Regions from separate parts of the Zea mays genome. Here regions 2 and 3 are each linked to region 1. The links are chromatin contacts, called in public Hi-C maps. All regions are on one chromosome and are shown on one strand. Each heading gives the region's core, a stretch centred on a gene start, on an enhancer-like site or on the middle of the called end of the contact. The rest is flanking DNA. Distances are from core to core; before and after follow the strand shown.

The links. A called contact is a pair of places that touch in the nucleus more often than the background predicts.
Region 2: a contact with region 1 is called in a Hi-C map of leaf, with 6 times the contacts expected there. The contact joins the promoter of LOC100280293 here to the promoter of LOC100382215 in region 1. A contact is called at or near these places in 2 of 25 Hi-C or Micro-C datasets (endosperm and leaf).
Region 3: a contact with region 1 is called in a Hi-C map of ear, with 2.4 times the contacts expected there. The contact joins the promoter of LOC100280261 here to the promoter of LOC100382215 in region 1. A contact is called at or near these places in 2 of 25 Hi-C or Micro-C datasets (ear and tassel).

The regions. Positions count from the first base shown.
Region 1 is chr5:30,896,265-30,899,736 of Zm-B73-REFERENCE-NAM-5.0, reverse strand. LOC100382215 (Cyclin-dependent kinase inhibitor 5) reads right to left here and starts at 1,499. Exons shown (of 3, transcript NM_001174972.1): 1 at 1,036-1,499. The coding sequence starts at 1,352.
Region 2 is chr5:31,275,179-31,278,650 of Zm-B73-REFERENCE-NAM-5.0, reverse strand. It overlaps LOC100280293, which reads right to left and starts at 1,545. Exons shown (of 3, transcript NR_158746.1): 1 at 1,279-1,545; 2 at 1-1,126.
Region 3 is chr5:31,182,626-31,186,097 of Zm-B73-REFERENCE-NAM-5.0, reverse strand. It overlaps LOC100280261, which reads right to left and starts at 1,601. Exons shown (of 9, transcript NM_001153189.1): 1 at 1,489-1,601; 2 at 500-956. The coding sequence starts at 1,548.

The sequences.
Region 1 (3,472 bases), core at 250-2,749:
TAATCTTGAAATGTTCTTCCATGCCCTAGCTTCAGCAAGGATATTAAAAAAAACTCTAGTATGCTAAGACGGGGAGGACTCCGACCACCCTTTCACCTCAAACATTTAATGGCGATGCCAATTTCGGGCCATGGCCCAGGAAGAGACCTTGCCAGGACATGCCATTTCCTCCCAAAGAGGTGACAGGCCAGTGGTGAGAGACCCAAGCGAGAAATGAGGCTGTGAGGGAGGGTGAGAGCAGAGGGCGCTTTTTCGAGGGTGGAACAGAGAAATTTCTTGCGAAAAGTAAGGGCTTTTGATTGATTGGTAAAAGATTTGAGGGGTCCCCGGCTACTCGTCTCCTCGCAAGCAAAAGAAACAAGGGCGTGTGCGTCCATGGGGAAGGGGAAAGAACAAGGGGAAAGGAGGCCACTTTTCCGTTCCACTATGGAAAAAGGAGGACGCCATGGCTGGCCACTGCAAGAGACTCCACTAAGCTAGCGGATTAATTGGGCTCTGCCGCTCTGGTACAAGATTGAGCACAACTTATTCGGTGCTTCAGAGAATCAAAGCCAAGCCAGAGGTGGGATTGGGGCTTTTATGGGGTGATGTTGGAGTTTGGACGGCGTCAACCGATTATTGCAAGAATTAGAGACTAATTTCTCGGACACACGGCAGCGACAATGGTTTTGGCATTAAAATATGGGGTGACTTTTGATTTCAAAAGAGAATGGAAGATACACCGCCGAAAAAATTAAGCGCAAGGAGAGCACGGCAAGAATTAGCAAAGGGGTTCCTGGCGTAGAAAAATCCGCAAGAAAGCATAGGAGCTGTACAAGCGTGCTGGGGGGATTCGCATGACTCCCAATTTGAAGTCGAACACACTGCGCGAAAAAGGAAAAAAACGAAAGCATTCAAATAGAAACGCATAGCGCTAAAATTCCAACTTTCTGTCCCAAAAAAAAAATCTTGGTACCACACAATCGGAATCCACTAAACCCAAAACCCGTGCAAGCAACCCAAGAACGCAACAGAAATTTCAATCCAAGAACTCACCTCCCCATGGCCTCCGACTCGAGCATGTTCTCCCCGTACGATGCTTCCGCCTCCTCCATAGCGGCGGGGGCCGTGGCCGCCACCTTCCTCCCGCCGCACCTCCTCACGGACGCCACCTGCGGCGGCAGCTTCTCGAGCCTCCGGCTCCTTAGCTCCAGGTACTCACCGCCGCAGCCCTCCTCCTGCTGCACCTGCTGCTTCTCAAGGCGCTGCAGCGCGAGGGCGCGCGCGCGGGTGCGGACCCCGAGCGGAGCAGCGGCGACATCCATGATGGCAACCTCGCTGGAAACCTTTACCTTGCGCATGTATTTGCCCATGGCCCGGCGGGGCTGGGCAAGCTAGGGTTTCAGGGAGGCCCTCGCCGAGTCGCCGGGTGCACCAAGCGATTCTGTGCGGCGGGGCGGCAGAGGCCAGGGGAAGCGGGGGTTAAATGGTAGGCGGGGCGGGAGCGGTGTACACAGGAGGAAGCCCGGGAATAATTAGGAGAGAAGAGGTCGGGACGGGTGTTGGTGTTGCCATTTAAAGGGTGGCTTAGGTAAGGCTATCCGCAACCGTTTCCCCTAAATTTTTCCCCCTATATCACTTTTTTGGGTCACATCATCAACATTCCACCCCTATTTTTTCATCTCCCGCAGCGGTTCCCTCTAAATACTCCCCCTATATCCCACTACACTATAAAATATCATTTTTTATACATACTTTTCATCTACTATAAATTTTTTATCTACTAACAATTGGAAGCGGGCCCACGTGAACAGTGTTTAGAGGGGAAGAGAGACAACGCCAGAACAAGGGGGAGAGAGAACGTTACCTCTTCGTAGAGCGCTGGCTAGCGTCCACCGCTGCGGCGTTGGGAGGCGCCCTGTAGCCGCCATGCGAGCTACAGGGCAAGGGGAGGGGGCGTCGCGCCGCGTCCGTTGCGGCCAGTCTAAGAGAGAGAAAGCCTGGTGCGAGGGGCGTGTGGTAAGGCCACGTTTGGTTTCAATTAGTTATAGGACCAAACTTTAGTTCTAGACTAAACTTTAGTCCCTACTTGTTTGATTCTAGAGACTAAATAGATTCTAAAGTCATTAAATACACTATCCAAAGACTCAAATGTCCTTGGAATACACTCATGTGGGCTTTTAGTCTCTTTTAGCACCTATGTGAAGGACTAAAGACTAAATCATTTTAGTCTATATTTTAGTTCTAGTGTTTGGCAAAAAAGGGACTAAATGAGACTAGAAACTAGAGACTAATTTTTAGTCCCTCTAACCAAACACCCTCTAAGAGAGGAAAGAGTGATTTTAGTTTTTTTAAGGATCTACCCTGTTTGAATTTACTCCGATTCCTTGAAAACTTGTTTCTACTCTTGATTTCTGAAAACTCACTTTTAGAAAAAAAAAAGTGAATAGGAGTGTTTAGATCCAATAGCCTTTTTTCCATAAACAATCACTAACCAACCAAAACTGATTTTAGTTGGGGTAACTGGTTTTTGGTCCTGTTTAGAAACAAAGTTTGAAAATCATAGTTTTTAAAATACTACAATATACTTTAGTCATGGTAATATCACACTTTAAATACCACAATATTAAAAACTGAGATCGAGACTTAAATTTAAAATACTTTAAAACAATTATAGTATTTACAATGCTTCAGTTTTAAAAACATAGATTTTTGCTGGTTTACCAAATATTGTTCTGTGTATAATAAGTCAGTTTTAATACTGCAGTAAAAACAGGAGTTGCAACTTTGTGTTTTAAGGGGTCTTTTTAGGCATTTTGAGTAATGTATTTAATTTTTATTTTGTAGAGTATACATAAAAATAAGAATATATTTAAATTAGTTTAATATATTCCTGTATTAAAATGAGGGCTACGGAAGTGTAGTGTTTTAATGTGGCAAGTTATAATAACATACTAAACTGCAAACCACATTAGATAATCAAAATAAAGTAGTGCTATATGATGACCATAACAAGGATAAGCCGTCACATTATTTATTCCAATCATTTGGAGACTATATTTATTTGTGTGTAAATCAACTAAAAGATGCTATGATATTTTGATATATGCAGTCATTGTTTAGGGTAACCAATTATAAGTTAACGAGGATGATAAAAATAGAGGGTGTACACTTTTGTATAACTTTGGCACTAAACATGCAACAATTGCTATTTAGGCTAATGATTTAACTATTTGCAGCCTTCTCCTTCACGCAAGCGATGATAGATACAAGGGGAATGTTTTTATTAGTTCTAATATTTTTATATTGTGAATATATTTTTAGTGTAATTATATATATAGTTTAAATATTTGGAGTCATGTGCTTTCAATAACTAGAGGAAGCCTTGGCCCAACAGTGTCATCCGGTTTAGCAGCACCATGTTCGGACGGCTATAAAAGCACCCATAGACTGCCAGGGATTAAGTTTTAGCGGCAGCGGCGGTTCCCTCGAG
Region 2 (3,472 bases), core at 296-2,795, 380 kb before region 1:
TGGGCTGCACACTGCCATAGCCAGTGCCATAAGTTGACTGTCCTTCAGCACCTCCATTGACCGAACCGCCAAATCCACCACCTTGCGAAGGATCACTCCAAGCACTTGAATAGCCAGAGTTGGCACCACCACTTCCATAGCCTGCATTGTATCCAGATGATCCACCAGTAGCAGGATTGCCAGCACTATCAATACGTGCTCCATAAGCCCCATATCCTCCGTGACTAGCGTATGATGGATCCCCTCCATATCCACCATACCCATAGCCCTGGCTTCCATAGCCTGCAGGTCCACCAGGGGCTTGACTATTCAGAGCATTGCCGCCACCAGAAGAGTTGTTCCAAGCACTATACCCAGCACTGCCACCATACCCTCCAGTTCCATATGCAGATGGAGCTTGACTGCCCCAAGGTCCTCTATTTGAGCCTGGATGTCCACCTTGGTAACCAGAACCAGCTGCACCTGGGTTTCCATAATGTCCACCATAAGCAGCAGGAACACCCCCATACCCTCCAGCCCCATAATTTCCATATCCAACTGCAGGGTTAGCACCATATCCATATCCAGCTGCCCCAGCACCATAGCCTCCTGCACCGTAGCCAGGATAGCCACCACCACCACTACCCTGTTGTGTCTGCCCGTACCTGCCACCATCACTTCTACCATCATAGCTACCAGAGCTGGTGTTATGGCCATTGTTGCTCTGATAACCCCCACCTCCCCCAGAACGACCACCACCAGAGCCGCCAGGATTCGCCTCACGGGGCAATGCGCGCTTCACCTCAACCAGCTTCCCACCAAGATCATGGAAGGTCTTCTGCAGCACGCGGTCAACCGCGTCCTCCGAATCAAAGGTGATGAACCCGAAACCACGTGGGCGCTGTGTGTTCTGGTCATACATGACAACTACGTCAGTAACTATGCCAAAGGTCTCGAAGTACTGCCGGAACCCATCCTCAGTCAGAGTAGAGGGCAGCCCGCCCACAAAGATCTTCTTCGTCCGAGCACCACTTGCATCGCTGCCGCCACCGCCGCCTCCTCCGCCACCGGAGTTCCTTCCACCGCTAGGGTTCGCGGCCTTGGAGGCCTGCTGCTCCTCCCGCGAGAGTGCCCGCTTCACATCGACCTGGGGCAATAAAAGTACCGCAAACCGAGAGAAATCCTGGTCAAGCCCGGACGGTGGGGCAGATGAGAAGACGACCAAAGCGAATATTCGGCGCTGGTTTGCGAATATTCGACCTAGGGTTTCGCGTCGGCGAAGAGGTGGGGTTGCCATACCGTGCGGCCGTCGAGGGTGTGGGGGTCCTGCAGCGCTCTGTCGACGGCGGCGGGATCCGCGAAGACGACGAACCCGAAGCCGCGGGGGCGGCCGGTGATCTTGTCGCGCATGACGGCGGCCTGCGTTACCTCGCCGTAGGCGGAGAAGTGCTCGCTCAGCTTCTCCTCCGTCGTTTCCCAGGAGATGCCGCCGATGAAAAGCTTGCCCTGGTCCGACTCCATCTCTACTCCTCCGCCTCGCGCTCGCCTGCTGGTGCGATGGGGGAGAGAGGGGGAGAGAGGAATAGAGCGGATTTGAGGCTTCCGGGGTGCCGATTTGGGTCTGTGGGCGGTAGGTTGGTTTGAGTGGGATATTTCATGTCCGGCGCGTGGTGGGGGACCGGAAGGAGCCGCAGCACGGAGGGCTGGAGGGTTTTCGTGGGCTTTTTGGGGCTGATTTGGAAACTAGCTCTTCGGGTTGCGGAGTTTGCAAAAGTTTTTACATGATCAGATTCCGAATTTTGGAGGGGCGTAGGCTTTTTAGAGTTGTTTGGCACCAACGTTCCCTAAAGCCTGCTTGCGACGAATATAATTTTAGGTACTCTTTAGGAAAAGGATGAAAGATTGTAGGATTGTTTTGAGGTCGGTATGCCACCTAAAACGACTTTAGATGATGTAGAGTCGAAAAGAATTGAAGATTGAGGTTGAAAAACTATAAGAGCAACTCCAGTGGTTCTCTAAAAGACTTCCTAAATCAATAATTTAGGTAGTTAACATGAAAACTATTCTCCAACAGTTCTCTAAATGAACTTTCTAAATTTAACAACTTATCATCTAACCGCATTTTCTCTCTACATTTGGCAACCATTTAACAACTCCCTAAACAAAAATGTTGACTGCATTATATAGTTTTTGTGACTTATTTTTTATGTGGATAAATACAAAACAAAATTACAACCTATATTTAGAGAACTATTGGAGAACTCACATTTTTTTACTCCAAAAGCTATTTACCAACTTCTTAAATATGTGATTTAGAGAGCTAAAATTTACATAACTATTGGAGTTGCTCTAACTAAGTTATAAGTATCATAAGGCTAATACTGTCGGGGACCATAATTAGGGGTACCCTCAAGACTCCTAATTCTCAGCTGGTAACCCCCATCAGCATAAAGTTGCAAAGGCCTGATGGGTGCGATTAAGTCAGGGATCAGTCCATTCGAGCGACTCGATCATGTCTCGCCCGAGTCTAGCCTCGGACAAGAGCAGCCGACCCCGGAGGATTTCCGTCTCGCCCGAGGCCCCCCTCCAACGGCGGACACATCTCCGGCTCGCCCGATGCCCTGCCTTCGCGAAGAAGCAACCCTGACTAAATCGCCGCACCGATCGATCGGATCGCAGGAGCATTTAACGCAAAGGTGGCCTGACACCTTTATCCTAACACGCGCCCCCCGGCAGAGCCGAAGTGACCGCCGTCACTTCGCCGCTCCACTGACCGGCCTGACAAAAGGACAGCGCCGCCTGCGCCACTCCGACTGCAGTGCCACTTGACAGAGTGAAACTGACAGGCAGTCAGGCCCTGCCAAAGGCACCATAGGAAGCTCCGCTCCGCCCGACCCAGGGCTCGGACTCGGGCTAGGACCCGGAAGACGGCGAACTCCGCTCCGCCCGACCCCAGGGCTCGGACTCGGGCTAAGTCCCAGAAGACGGCGAACTCCGCTCCGCCCGACCCCAGGGCTCGGACTCGGGCTAGGTCCCGGAAGACGGCGAACTCCGCTCCGCCCGACCCCAGGGCTCGGACTCGGGCTAGGTCCCGGAAGACGGCGAACTCCGCTCCGCCCGACCCTAGGGCTCGGACTCGGGCTAGGTCCCGGAAGACGGCGAACTCCGCTCCGCCCGACCCCAGGGCTCGGACTCGGGCTCAGCCCCAGAAGACGACGAACTCCGCTTCGCCCGACCCCAGGGCTCGGACTCCGCCCTGGCCTCTACCGAACGACCTCCGCCTCGCCCGACCCAGGGGCTCGGACTCGGCCTCGGCCACGGAAGACAGACTCGACCTCGGCTTCGGAGGAGCCTCCACGTCGCCCAACCTAGGGCGCAAGCCAGCCACGTCAACAGGAAGCGCCATCATCACCCTACCCCGAGCTGACTCGGGCCGCAGAGAACAAGACCGGTGTCCCATCTGGCTAGCTCCGCCAAATAGGCAATGATGGCG
Region 3 (3,472 bases), core at 352-2,851, 290 kb before region 1:
CTAAACTTTAGTGTACCCTAAAATACCAAATGGGGTGACTAAAATAGATCTTTCAAATACGATTTCTACGGACTAAAGGAGATGTTTGAATGTATTAAAGCTAATAGTTAGCTGCTAAAATTAGCTAAAGACATTCAAACTGGCTAAATAATAATTCAGCTATTAGCTAATTTGTATATTGCATTCAAACACTCCTTAAAGTTTAATGAGGGTGACTAAAAAGAACCCGACAAACCTCTTAGACGGTGGACTAAGGACTTGAAGTGTTCACCCTTTTTCAGGATGGAGGTAGTTCGAAGTCTGTAATTCAAAATATAATGGTTTAAACCTATTTGTTTCACTCAGAATGCAAATGAGATAAATTGACTCCGTCGTGGTACGTGTACGATAGCTAAGCTTGAGGTCGAGGACACCTTGCATATGACTGATTAGTGGCAGCTAGCAGGTCGTCGATTTGGCCGGCGTATTAATTACTATTGAAATGAAGCTTTCTGCTTACAGGTGATTGGCTCGGTGACGATGGAGGCGTGGTGGTGGGAGTGGTAGCGGGAGTAGAGGAAGTGGTGGTGCAGCGCGCGGTGCAGCCAGTAGTAGACGAGCTCGACGGGGCCGGCGTGCAGCAGCGCGATGAGCGCGGCGCCGTCCGCGCGCCACAGCGGCAGGTGCTGGCCCCCCGGCAGGTAGGTGGAGCCCAGGTACAGGAGGATGCCGCTGAGCAGGATCTGGTCGTCCCAGTTGCGCTCGCGGTCCACCTGCTCGAACTCGATGCCGCGGTCCACGACCTGCCGCCGGCCGCGCGCGCTCTGCAGGCGGGACGCCGTGATCCACGCCTGGTTGTGCAGCGCCCGGAGGAGCAGCGACGGGAGGATGGCCACGTACCCCAGGTCGGCCGCCCTCCACCCCTTGGTCGCCGCTAGGTAGCCGCCGTGCGCCACCCACGGCGCCAGCAGCAGGTACTGCGTGCATGCACACACACACACACACACACGAGCGTACGTCATCAGCCACCATGACAACGATTGGCACACAGCACACACTGCTCGACCGAGACCTCGACCTTGATCTGTAGGCTAGCGAATTGACTCCATGAATTCTCAGGAAGTAAAAACAAAAGACAAAAGAACTGTAGGAGAGTCGATCAGCCATGCACACGCGACCTATCAAATTAATGAACTTTTGGTGGCTTCCTTCCATGCTCATGGGTCGGCCGGAACATGAGATGCACAGGAGCATAAGACTCATGCACAGATGGTCTCACGGCTGCCGGTGCATGCATGTATGTATAGCAAGTCCATGCGTGCATGCATGTTCCGACACTGCGCGCTCATGGCCATATACCGTGCGCCCAAGATTGCCATGGCATGGCACGCCGCCGGTGAGCAGAAGACGACTTGCTAATTTTCCTTCACCTTCTCCCCCGCTCTGTGCCATGGACGTACGCACGCAGGTTATTGAGACGGGGCCCCGGGGCCGGGAGGCGGGAGCTACCTTGAAGTTGCCGAGCTTCTTCCACGGCCACTCGGTGAAGAGGCCGGGGTTCGTCGCCATTGTTGCGAGCTACACCCGCAACTGCTTGCTTGTGATTTTTTTGTGAACTCTGGTGAACTACCAACTGATCTCGTCCTAGCCTTGGACTGGCTGAATTTATAGAGCTGCTCGCGCGCGTGTATATAGCCGGGGGAGAGAACTGTGCGGCTCTGCCCCGCTGGAAAGGTACAGTAACCTTCGGCCCATCAATTCTCTATTGCATGCGGCCCTCCTCGATGCTTCAGTCTAAGAGTATCTCCAAAAAAATCTTTATTTTTAGCCTTCTATTTTACTTTTATTTTTTTTTATAAATATTGCAATTTATATGTAGCATCTCATGAAGGGCTTATTTAGCAGTAATCCCCTCTATTTCTTTGCTGTCAAACATGGGAAACACACTCAATACGTATCCGAGAATAGAATCTTAGAGGAGATTTAAGTTTTTAAACTAGTCGTACTAAAAATCAAAATCGGGGAAAAAAACCAAAGAGAATTCAGTCTCGTATCGTATCAGTACAATCATTCGACTTCTTCCTTAGGTTGGCCGTTGGCATCGGTTGTACGTGGTGTGGTGTGGCGTGGGCGCGCAACGTGTCCTACTACTGTACGTACGTGACGCGTCGGCAAGACAATGACGCCAACAAAGACTTGCGTTGCACACTGCAATGTCATTGGCGTCCGGCCTTTGAGAGTTTGGTGTGTGTGTTGTAGTTGTGTTGTAGGACCATGTAAAGAGAGAGAGGGGGCTATGAAATGAGCATCCATGTGAATGCATGTATATCACGTAAATATGGTCATACAAAGAGCGACGAGGCGTTAAAAACGGATTCGAGGTGAGGCAAAAAAAAGAAGTATTTGCAGTTACTCACTGACACTAGTACACATAAGCTTTATAGTGACGGTCCTAGAGCTATTTACACTGGCTTATTTTTACTGACGTTTTTCTTAAAGAAACCGACAGTGAAAATATCATATCCACTGTCGGCTTTCTTTATTTGGCCGCCAGCGAAAGTTTTCCTTTTTTTTTAAATTTTCAAATAAAACTAAATTATAATATATATATATATATATATATATATATATATATATATATATATATATATATATATATATATATATATATATATATATATATATATATATATATATATATATATATGGTAGGTATATTAGGAGCCCTTAGCTTCAAATAGTTAGAGCAAGCCCTAGACGACCACCCCTGCGACCTGGTCCAGACCGGCGCTGAGAGCACCTAGAGGGGGGGTGAATAGGTGATCCTGTAAAAACTTGATATTTAACTCACAAAACTAGATTAGGAGTTAGCACAAATAATGCCAAGTGACTAGAGAGGAGTCTTAGCAAAGCACAATAATCACAAGAAGATCAACACAGATAGATACAGTGGTTTATCCCGTGGTTCGGCCAAGTCCAACACTTGCCTACTCCACGTTGTGGCGTCCCAACGGACGAGGGTTGCAATCAACCCCTCTTAAGTGGTCCAAAGACCTACTTGAATACCACGGTGTTTTGCTTTGCTTTACTTTATCCCGCTTGCGAGGAATCTCCACAACTTGGAGTCTCTCGCCCTTACAAAGATGTTCACAAAGAAGCACGGAGTAAGGGAGGGATGAGCAACTCACACAAGACACAAAGATCACAGCAAATACACACACACAAGACCCAGACTTGAGCTCAAGAGACTATCACGAGTTTCACACTAGAACGGAGCTCAAATCACTAAGAATGTCGAATAAGTGCGCAAGAATGAAGAGTGAATGATCAACAATGCTCAAGAAATGCTTGGTATTCTCCTCCATGCGCCTAGGGGTCCCTTTTATAGCCCCAAGGCAGCTAGGAGCCGTTGAGAGCAATCCAGGAAGGCAATTCTTGCCTTCTGTCACTTGGCACACCGGACAGTCCGGTGCACCACCGGACACTGTCCGGT